Regions from separate parts of the Mus musculus genome. Here region 1 is linked to region 2. The links are chromatin contacts, called in public ChIA-PET maps. All regions are on one chromosome and are shown on one strand. The core of a region is the stretch at or near the end of the contact, and the rest is flanking DNA. Distances in the headings are between cores, read along the strand shown.

Region 1 (5,499 bases), core at 1,414-3,913, 430 kb before region 2:
GGCAATGTAGTAAGTTCTATGCCAGACTGAGCATAGAACAATGTTCTGTTTTTTGTTTTGTTTTGTTTTGTTTTAATTAAATCAAATCAAAAGTGAATCATTCAAAAAATTAAAACATTCCCTTCTGGGATGTGGAAGAAGTGGAAGCATTGGTGGGGTGGGTTCATGTTTGTAGTGGGCAGGAGTTTTGACCTCATCACCACCTCTTTATTGATTCAGCTCTTTCTAAAATTGGTCTGGAAAGGCTTTTGAATCACCATTATTATCTTCAAACCACTAGATTCCTGGGAACTTATACAAAGATTCAATTTATCCTAAGATTATTCCAAGTGAGAAACACCCCATAATTTTAAGCTTTTTCAAAAAAAAAAAAAAAAAGGAAAAGGAAAAAGAAAAAGAAAGAGAAAGAGAAAAAAGAAGAGAAGAGAAGAGAAGAGAAGAGAAGAGAAGAGAAGAGAAAAGGAAGAAAGAAAGAAGGGAAGAAAGAGAAAGTGCTAATCCTAGGGTCTATGGTTACATAACGTAATCGTCTGGTAGAGCTGCTAGACTATTACCCATAATGCTAATCATCACATTTATATTGTAATATATGAATGTGCCAAAGGTTAAGTGAAGAAAAGGATAAGTTTACATTAATACACAATAAAAACAGTTGTGTGCAAAATAAGTATACATGTGAAATAGGGAGAGAATACATATACAAAAGCAATTAGATTGCTTTTAAAGTTTTCAATAATGTGATTATAAAACAATCCTACATGTGTTTTTTAATCACGGGAAAGGTCAAGAAGAACTGCTACAGTACCAGCCAGGTAGATTTATATTGGAAGACATATTAAACCTGGCAGTAGAACCTGCAACTCCTCACTGGCTCAGAGCAGAAGGTCCACATGCAACATAATCCTTTTCTGGTTTTTATCCAAAAAGAAGTGCTTGAATTGTGGGTACTTAGGCCATTTCAGGTGACTGTAAACCAAAGGAAAAAATTACAAAACCTCAGAGAAAAAACAGTAGAGTTTCTACTTTTACAACTGGAATAAATAATCTTAAAATGCTGCTTTTCTAGAGAAAAGAATTGTAAGTTTTTGGCGTTAATTTTTTTCTCCAGTTTTGTTTATATCAATTATGTACAAACAAACATTGGCAAGAATAGTTACCTGGATTTTCATGACCTAAAGGGGCATTTTAAAAATATTTGCCATGTCTCTTCAAAAAGTACTCCTTATAATCTCCTTGGTGGGTCGAGGGCTGTGACTTGGACGGCAGGCTGCTGGAATGGCCGGCATTCACAAAGCCCTAGGTTCCATTTCCAGCTCCATACACATCCCGCCTTGCTGGCCATGCCTGTAATCCCAGAGTTAAGAATGTGGAGACAGAAGACCCACAAATCAAGGTCACCCTCAGCTACACAAATGAGTTCAAGACCAGGCTGCTTGCTCCTCTGTTAGTGTTCAAAATTTCTATTTACTCTGATAGGGCTTTGCCAAGAAAAATAGAGGTAGAAACTTGAGGAACAGTGACAGCTGTAGGTGACAAACTTAGAATTCTCCTGACCCCCATTTCCTTGGAGACTCTTTTATGTCATATCAAAAGCAGAAAACTTCCAAAGAGGGAAATTTGAAATGTGTGTATGTGTCTGTGTCTGTGTGTTTTAAATCCATACAAGCCTTCATAAAAATATGATATAAATTAAGGGGAACCAAAAACTTCCAAATCCATCTGGCTGATTTTAGTGTATTTTTTTTTTTATAGTATTTTTTGAAGAAAGATCAGAAAAAACTCACAATGTCATAAAAGTCAATCCAAGATGGAAACTTCCCTGACAGACTCTTTCCTTTCCAAACTTGCTGGGCTCCTGAGTTTAGTAATACAGAGACAGAATCTAAGGGACACTTGTGAGCACAGGTATCCTGGAGGAGCTAGATGAAACTGCGCATGCACCAGTAATTAGACACCAGCCCCGAACTGCATGAAGTCTGATTAATTAATTAACTAATTAATTAGTTGATTAAATATGGTCTTTGCCAATGCCTTTCATAAACTGCTGATAAGGAGGAGGCCATGACCTGACACTTAATCTTGTCAGAACTTCAATGTTAGTTTTTTTTGTTTGGTAGTGACATGGCATGGCTCCTTAGAGAGGACAATGACTTCATTAGACCTGGGGGGTGGGGGCGGGGGTGGGGAAGCACGGGACAGCGTTTGCCTGCTGAGTCAGCGCTTTCTAAGCCGACTTAGTGGAAAGACAGACAGAGGTCTTGGAATCTGAGGAAATCCTCACTCAGCCAAATCTATCCCATATGAGAGGGTAGACTTAATGAGAATCAGCCCGAACTTTGGCAGGCAGCTGCTGGAATGTAGGAGATTTACAGCCAGCCTGGGCCGCTGAGGGTTTTTGCTTAGCCGCTTGTTCGGTATTAGAAAAGTTTGCATGAGCAAAATTTCAGCTTCAACTAATAAAGGCAAAGGGGTGGGGGGAGGATCACATTGAATACCAACTGTGTCTCGTGTTTGCAAGGCTCTGGAGGACACGAGGGCGTGAGAAAATGAGCGCCTTGGATTTTGTGATTGCTAGGACCTCACTGAGACCCACGGCCAGAGCAAGCCCCTGACAGACTGAGCACAGTAAGGGTGCTGTAGGAGTGGGAGTTTCTCCAGAGACTTTCTTTGCCCTGGTAGACGGGCTTCATGGTGGGAGACCATCTGTGTCTCGTGCCTGGCCTCCTCCCAGTATGATGGAATTGCAACTGTTTCCTTCTACAGGTGGGGTTCCTGATAGCTGTGCTGTTTACCACAAACTCACAAGTAATGTATTAATGTAATCTTAAAAGTTTGGATAATAGAGGTAAAGCCAGTCCTTTTGGACTGCCATCCAGATCCATTTTAATCTCGAGGAGGCAGTTATCACCAGGGCAGGGTTGTTTACACTTCCTGTTCTTTTATCTGTCTGTAAACATGAGAGAAGCGGAGTGTGTAGGCACATAGCTTTAGCCTCAGCACTTGGCAGGTAGCGGGAAGAGGACAGGAAGTTGTAACCTTCCTTAGCTACACAGTCAATTCAAGGCCCATCCGGCCCCCATGTGACTGTGTCTCAAACCCATTAACTTACGGAGAGTTAAAATGTTACAGGTTCAAAGCCACAGCTACATTGAGCAATTGTCCCTGGTCTGCTTTCCTGTAACTATGGTAAACACCATGACCAAAAACAACTTCGGGAAGGAAAGGATTCAGCTAATGTTTCCAGTTAATAGTCCATCCCTAAGGGAGCTGAGATAGGAACCTGGAGCAGACACCATGGAGAAAGGCTGCTTACTGGCTTGTGTGCTGGCTTAGGCCAAGCTTCCTTTCCTTTCCTTTCCTTTCCTTTCCTTTCCTTTCCTTTCCTTTCCTTTCCTTTCCTTTCCTTTCCTTTCCTTTCTTTTCCTTTCCTTTCTTCCTTCCCTTTCTTCTTCCTTTCATCCTTTTTTCCCTTTCTTTTTTGACGTGTGTGTGTGTGTGTGTGTGTGTGTGTGTGTGTGTTGAGGCAAGGTTTCTCAATGTAGCCCTGGCTGTCCTGGAACTCGCTCTGTAGACCAGGTTGGCCTCGAACTCACAGAGATCCAGCTGCCTCTGGATTAAAGGCACGTGCCACCTTCATGGCTTTTTCTTATGTATCTTGAACCCTCTTGCCTAGGAATGGTTTACACAGTGGGCAGGGTCCTCCCACACGAATCAAGACAGTCTCTCACAGGCCAGTGTGACTGAAGCAATTCTTCACCTGACTTGCTCTCTTCCCACATGGCTGCAGGGTGTGTCAACTTGACAAGACTAAGCAAGATGTCTATTTTAGCCATTTAAATAGCCAAAGCTATTACTTTCCTCTGCATATGACATATCGCTTTTGCTCCTAAACAATGGAATAGGATCGTCTATTAAGGAAGTCTATAGCAGCGCTATTAAGACGACCTTGACTGTCTGCCTCTCCCACGACCTCCCTTCTCTGATGCCTATCATTAACTCAATCTCCACCCCTTCTCTCAATAACTCCAATTCAAACCAATTTCAAAACTTTCCACGAACTTTCTGACTTATATTTGTGATTATTCTTTTAATAACTGTTTTGACTCCACAGATAGACCCTTGCTAATTGGCATGCTAATTCATTTCCTTCAGAATACTGTCCAGCATGCTGCTTGGACCCAGTAACATCCCCTAGACACAGGAGTATAGATACCAGGCTGTGCCTCCCCACTATATCTGATTATTTGCTGTAGACGGGAAGGCCCCATCCTAATCCCACGCTAATTTAGAAGTTAGACAAAGTGGATACACTCTCCTTTGGGTCTCCTCTTTTCCTAGTCCATTAAAATCATTCACCTACTCCTTTTTTTTTTTTTTTTAATGAATAAACACAATCTGGAAATGTAGGCATGTAACATTAGGATCTAGCTGTCACTCAGGCCAGAATACTCTCAGGCCCCATACTCTCCCATTAGGATCTAGCTGTCACTCAGGCCCCATACTCTCCCATCCTGCAGATACTGACAGAACCAGAAGACATTGTCTGTGAGTCTCAAGCAAACAGAACACCAGACAGCAGGATTTCTCACCTGGGAAAGCGATTGCATATCAAAGAGGATACTGGTGGTCACATGTCCTGTTCCCTGCCTGGGAAATCAGAGAACCAGACAGAGGCTTGTGCTGTGAGACTACCCTCAGGTCTACCTCAGAGAGACCCCTCTCTCACCTCTGATTTTTCTTTTCAAAGCCCCTACCATGCTGTCTGTCCCTGGTGCTAGGCACTGAACTGTATTCAGACTCCTCCACTACGCTGCTGTCTGTCTGTCTATCTGTGGCCTTAATAACTCTTAATACAAATACATTCATTACCTGCCCTTCTCCCCCCCCCCCCAAAAAAAAGAAACCCCACCGCCACTAACAAATCAAACCCATACAAAATAATGTATTAACTAATTTTCCTAGTTCTATATATACCTTGGGACACATCAGTATTTCCAACCCCTCCTACTCCTGCCTTCCTTTTGAGACACAGCCTCAAATATCTTAGGCTAGATTCAAACTTGCTATATAGCTAAAGAGAATGACCGTAATAAGTCCTGATGCTTCTACCCTACCCCACCCCAAGTGCTGGGGTTATGGTTTCCACCTCCATGCTGTCTGTGCTCCACCTTTTCTTGTTTACCTTCTGCGTGCCACAGGGATTTGTCATTACTAACTTCCTATGGGTTTACAATTTTGCTAGTCACTTATATTTCCATTTTTCCCACCATTCCACTATTGTACCTGACACCTCTGCCATGTAAGCAAATATTAGGGGTTAATGTGGAGACATGATTTACTACGTCAGAACAATGTTACCATTTTAAATGAAGGAACACTGGCACAAACCTCTTCCGAGAACAATCATTTTTTTTTTCAAATAATATTTTCACCAACACAATATTATCACGGAACTTTCGATAATGCAATGGACTAAAGAAGAATAGGGCAGCTGCATGA
Region 2 (5,197 bases), core at 16-2,515:
AATAAAGCTTATCTCAGGGAGCACATTACTCATGGAAAAGTTCTAACGTGTTAACTTCGTGCGGATTTTATTCTCCATGTTATCTGAGCATCAGTATTTCGGCTGTGTGCTCAGATGCCAGGACAAAATGTGCAAGGCGAAGCGTTCTGATAACGGCAAGGAGACGTGGGCAGCACCTGACTGGGGCGGAATTTGGTTCAACTGCTAATATGATCCCAAATATATGCACAGAGTCGCTTTTTGCCCCCTGCAAGTCTACCAGAATGAAGAATGTATGTTTATTCAATACTCTCTGTGCCTCAGTTTCTCTACCCACCACCATCACTCAGGGGCTTCTCAGAAAATGATGCTGCAGAAAATACTCTTCACTGGTTTTGCATTTTTGTAGCATTCCACTCCCCAGAGTGTGATTGGCTTTTATATATTTATATAATAGCCAAAGGCCAAAATCACAGGCTAGTTTTGTTACATGTTTTCTCTGTCTCTTTATTTGAAACACTGTAAATATGAAACGTTTTCTCTCCCTCCAAAGTAAAACAGTTAAGAATGAAAATGAAAATTTAAATATTATCCAAATACATTTTGTTTGAAGACTGATACTTTGTTTTGATGGATCTTAGCAAGAGTCTAATTCATCCAATGTTTAAGGGAAAGTTTGCTCTGGCTGGTACCCAGTTCTGTAGTCATCCCCATCCCTTCCTCCTCTTCCTCGTTGTTATCACTGACCCTTTGTGATGCTGAGCACTTGATGGGTAGCTATGCTTCATCCTCAAAGCAGTAGTGCTCATAAACACACTTATTTTAAGGTGCGTGTGCGTCTGTGAGTGTGCACTCGTGTCCGTGTTTATAGTGTGTGCAGGAGCACGGGTACAGGGGTTACACACATGCCAGGGGCAGGGATTGAGTTCTGGTTCTTGAGCTTGCACGGTAAGCACCTTATCATGGGAGTCAGCCGTCTCCCCGGCCCCATAAACTGGTGCTTATTTAGATGCACAGCTACTTAGTCTGTGTACCTAGCTACAGGGACATGACTAGACTTTGAGTGGTGTCCAAGGGTGCAGGCTGCTGCCTCTAGTTTGTCAGCAGAGGGGAAGCTGTCCTCCGCTGGGTTCTGTAGCAGGCTAGTCTGCCCACTGGGCTTCACCGTGTGTTTCCATGAGATCAACAGCCTAGTAACAACCCCCTGGCTCTCAGCCTCCATCCCCGACATGCTTCAGCAACTGTGGGGGCAGTGTGCAGAATTCTAGAAGAAAGTGTCCTCAGATAAGCTTATCTTGAGTCCTTCAGTGGCCTCTCTGTGTGGCTCAGATTTGCGGACTGATCTTAGAGGAGCATTCATTTCTCCACTGGCCGATTTTTTTTCACCTTGCTCACTTTTTAGAAGAAAATTTAATTTTGCAGATAAGATGCTGTAATTCAGTCGAATCTAAGAGGTAACTGCATATGGCCAGAAGGTGCCAAAAGCAGTTTCTCCTGGCTCCTATCCTGCTGACCCTTTAATGAATGTTATACTGCCTGCTATCAGGAGCAGCTCAGTAACAAATTCCATAATTGGAGTTAAATTGCTTTAGCTTTGCTACAATTACTTGTTTTGTTGGGGAAGGAGTAGTCAAGTTGGGAGGTTTATTGGCTTCTCACAACCTTTTAAACCTTCAGGTACTGTTGATGAACTTTTGCTAGGTATAAGGTAGAAGTTAAAGAAAAATGTACTTTTTTCAAAAGCCAGATACTGGCACTCAAATTACCACCAATTTGTGTGTGTGTGTGTGTTTGTGTATGTTTGTGTATGTGTCTATGCATGTGTGTATGTGCATGTATGTGTGTTTGTGTGTATGCATGTGTGTATGTGTATGTATGGATGTATGTGTGTGTATGTGTGCATACATGTGTGTATGTGTGAGTGTATATGTGTGTATGTGTGAGTGTATGTGTGTATGCATGTGTGTGTGCATTTGTGTGTATGTATGTGTGTGTGGTGTTTGCAAGGCCTCAGTTAAAACAGAGTGCAGGAATAAGTAGGAGGAAGAGAAGGGGGAGAGGAAGGAGGGAAGAAAAGGAAACTTTTATATTCCAGAGATACTGATCAACTTTAAAACATCATCTTCTTAGTATCTGTGTGGACCATGGTGCGTGAGTGGGTTCTCTCACACTCCCCGAAGCCTCCGTTTGCCCACTCTGAAAAGCAGCGTCTGTAACTGGCACTTGGCATTATGTTTGAGAGGGTTTCATGACAATCTGATAAATGAAGGGGTCCAGCTAAGTACTTCATCTGCTGCCACGCAGCTGCTGTGTGCGGGTGCCCTGTGACGGCTAGAAAGCACGTCCGGAGGGTGATGGGGCTTCTGTCTGCTCCGAGCTCCCAGGCATCTTGCTCTGAAGTATTTTTGTGATTCTCTCCTGTGGAAGTTTGAAGACAATGAACTGAGAGCCTTAATCCCCTTAGAGATGCTAAAAATGGCGAGGCAGGGCAGCTTCCAAATGGTGACAAGGAAGAGACAGGCAGTGCCGGTTGGAGGAAACAGTCTCAGCACCATCCATCCGGATTGAAGCAGTTCTGATGATAAATCCCACCGCTTCCATTTCTAACTTGGAAAGGAAAAGGGAAAGATTTACTTGGTTTTGGAGCTGCAGGAAAACCAGGAGGTAAAGGATTAGGACCTGGAGAAGGTCGGAGCATGAGCCGTGCACATGAAGACACCACGCTTTTCACTCCCAAATTAGCTCTGCAAAACAACTAGTTGATTGGTCTGCCTACTGTATAGCAACCCCACTCTACGCAAAAGCCCATTCTCCCATTTCCTGAACTGATAGAGCCATTCAGCGCTAAGACTGGAATTTCTAGATCCTTCTATCCTGTCTCCTGCTGACATCATTCTGCTCTGGTCTTTTGCGACTTTAAAACGAAGGTTTAAATCTAACCTCAAAAAATGTAGTGGGAGAAGTGAACAGAGATAAGGGGTTGTAATAAAGCGCACAGCAGTGTGGGCATGAGGAAGCAGTTGTCTAGCAAGTGGCCTGGGCCATGGCTGTCATTCTTATATGCTTCTCTGTGGCCCTGTCATTCTGTAGACCTCTTCTCTTCAGCCAGTACTCGAAAACCTCACCGGAGCTTCCATTTCTGAGGAAGCAGAGAGTGTTGATTGTCCCACCTACATGGAACTGCCAGACCTTTCCTCTGAGTTTACATGGAAATGGTGGTCTCAGGGGACTTTGCAGAGACCCCAAAGGTTAGGACAACTCATGCCCGCCATTTTCCTCCTTGCCCTACTTTAGAAGGAGAGAGCAATCTTGGACTGAAAGTGAAGATCCTTAACATTTATTTAGACTCAGTTTGGGTTTGTTTGCTTAGTTTTTTCTTTCTTTCTTTTTTTATTAGATATCTTCTTTATTTACATTTCAAATGTTCTCTCCTTTCCTGATTTCCCCTTCTGAAAACTCCTATTCTCTCACCCCTCCCTCTGCTCACCAACCCACCTACTCCTGCTTCCAGGCCCTGGCATTCCCCTACACTGAGGCATAGAGCCTTCACAGGACCAAGGGCCTCTCCTCCCATTGATGACTGACTAGGCCATCCTCTGCTACATATGCAGCTAGAGTCATGGGTCCCTCCATGTGTACTCTTTGGTTGGTGGTTTAGTCCCTAGGAGCTGTGGGAGTACTGGTTGGTTCATATTGTCATTCCTCCTATGGGGCTGCAAACCCTTTCAGCTCCTGGGTACTTTCTATAGCTCCTTCATTGGGGACCCTGTGCTCTGTCCAATGGATGGCTGTGAGCATCCACTCCTGTATTTTTCTGGCACTGGCAGAGCCTCTCAGGACACAGCTATATTAGGCTCTTGTCAGCAAGCTCTTGTTGGCTTCCACAATAGTATCTGGGGTTGGTGGTTGTGTATGGGATGGATCCCCAGGTAGGGTAGTCTCAGGATGGTTATTCCTTCAGTCTCTGCTCCACACTTTGTCTCTGTAACTCCTCCCATAGGTATTTTGTTCCCTTTTTATAAAAAGGACTGAAGAATCCACACTGTGGTTCCTTCTTCTTGATCTTCATGTGGTCTGTGAATTGTATCTTGGGTATTCTGAACTTATGGGCTAATAGCCACTTATCAGTGAATGCTTACCAAGTGTGTTCTTTTGTGATTCGGTTACCTCACTCAGGATGATATTTTCTAGTTCCATCCATTTGCCTAAGACTTTCATAAATTCATCATTTTTAAAATAGCTGAGTAGTACTCTGTTGTGTAAATATAACTCATTTTCTGTATCCATTCCTCTGTTGAGGGACATCTGTGTTCTTTCCAGCTTCTAGCTATTATAAATAAGACTGCTATAAACATAGTGGAACATGTATCCTTATTACATGTTGGAGTGTTTTCTGGGCATATACCCAGGAGTGGAATTGTTGGGTCCTCAGGTAGTACTATGTCCAATTTTCTGAAGAACTACCAACCTGATTTCTAGAGTGGTTGTACCAGCTTGCAATTCCACCAGCAATGGAGAAGTGTTTTTCTTTCTCCACATCCTTGTCAGCATCTGCTATCACTTGAGTTTTTGATCTTAGCCATTCTGACTGATGTGAGGTAGAATCTCAGGGTTGATTTGATTTGCATTTCCCTGATGACTAAGGATGTTGAACATTTCTTTAGGCACTTCTTAGCCACTTGGTATTCCTCAGTTGAGAATGCTGGGTGCCCTTGCATTTGGAACATAGATATTCAGAATTGAGAGTTCTTGGTAGATTTTTCCTTAGATGAGTATGTTGTGTCCTACCTTATCCTTTTTGATAACTTTTGGTTGAAAGTTGATTTTATTCTATATTACAATGGCTACTTCCGCTTGTTTCTTGGGACCATTTGCCTGGAAAATTGTTTTCCATCCCTTTACTCTGAGGTAGTGTTTGTCTTTGACACTGAGGTGTGTTTCCTGTATGAAGCAAAATGCTGGGTCCTGTTTACATATCCAGTTTGTTAGTCTATGTCTTTTTATTGGGGAAATGAGTCTACTGATGTTAAGAGATATTAAGGAATAGTGATTGTTGCTCCCTGTTATTATTAATGTTATTTTTATGTTTGTGTGGTTATCTTCTATTGGGTTTGTTGACAGAAGATTACTTTTTTGCTTTTTCTAGGATGCAGTTTTCCTCCTTGTGTTGGTATTTTCCATCTATTATCCTTTGTAGGACTGAATTTCTGGAAAGATA

The links. ChIA-PET counts read pairs in DNA pulled down with a chosen protein or histone mark.
Region 1: an SMC1A ChIA-PET map of the G1E-ER4 cell line shows a contact between it and region 2, with 5 read pairs. The contact joins two enhancer-like sites. A contact is called at or near these places in 2 of 15 datasets of contacts at CTCF or cohesin (the G1E-ER4 cell line and the NIH/3T3 cell line) and 3 of 115 datasets of contacts at active chromatin or transcription factors (embryonic basal ganglia, microglia and trophoblast stem cells).

What each region holds. Positions count from the first base shown.
Region 1 is chr10:21,934,210-21,939,708 of GRCm38.p6, reverse strand. The region is part of intron 2 of Sgk1 (serum/glucocorticoid regulated kinase 1); the gene reads right to left. Among named protein-coding and RNA genes, the nearest start is that of Gm46215, 55 kb to the right of the region's middle. Within about 2 kb of position 2,663, at least 86 of the 459 cell types and tissues checked have an H3K27ac peak or open chromatin away from gene starts, as enhancers often do. A contact at or near this core is called in the G1E-ER4 cell line, where this site is marked.
Region 2 is chr10:21,507,584-21,512,780 of GRCm38.p6, reverse strand. No RefSeq gene overlaps it. Among named protein-coding and RNA genes, the nearest start is that of Gm33892, 61 kb to the left of the region's middle. Within about 2 kb of position 1,265, at least 5 of the 459 cell types and tissues checked have an H3K27ac peak or open chromatin away from gene starts, as enhancers often do. A contact at or near this core is called in the G1E-ER4 cell line, where this site is marked.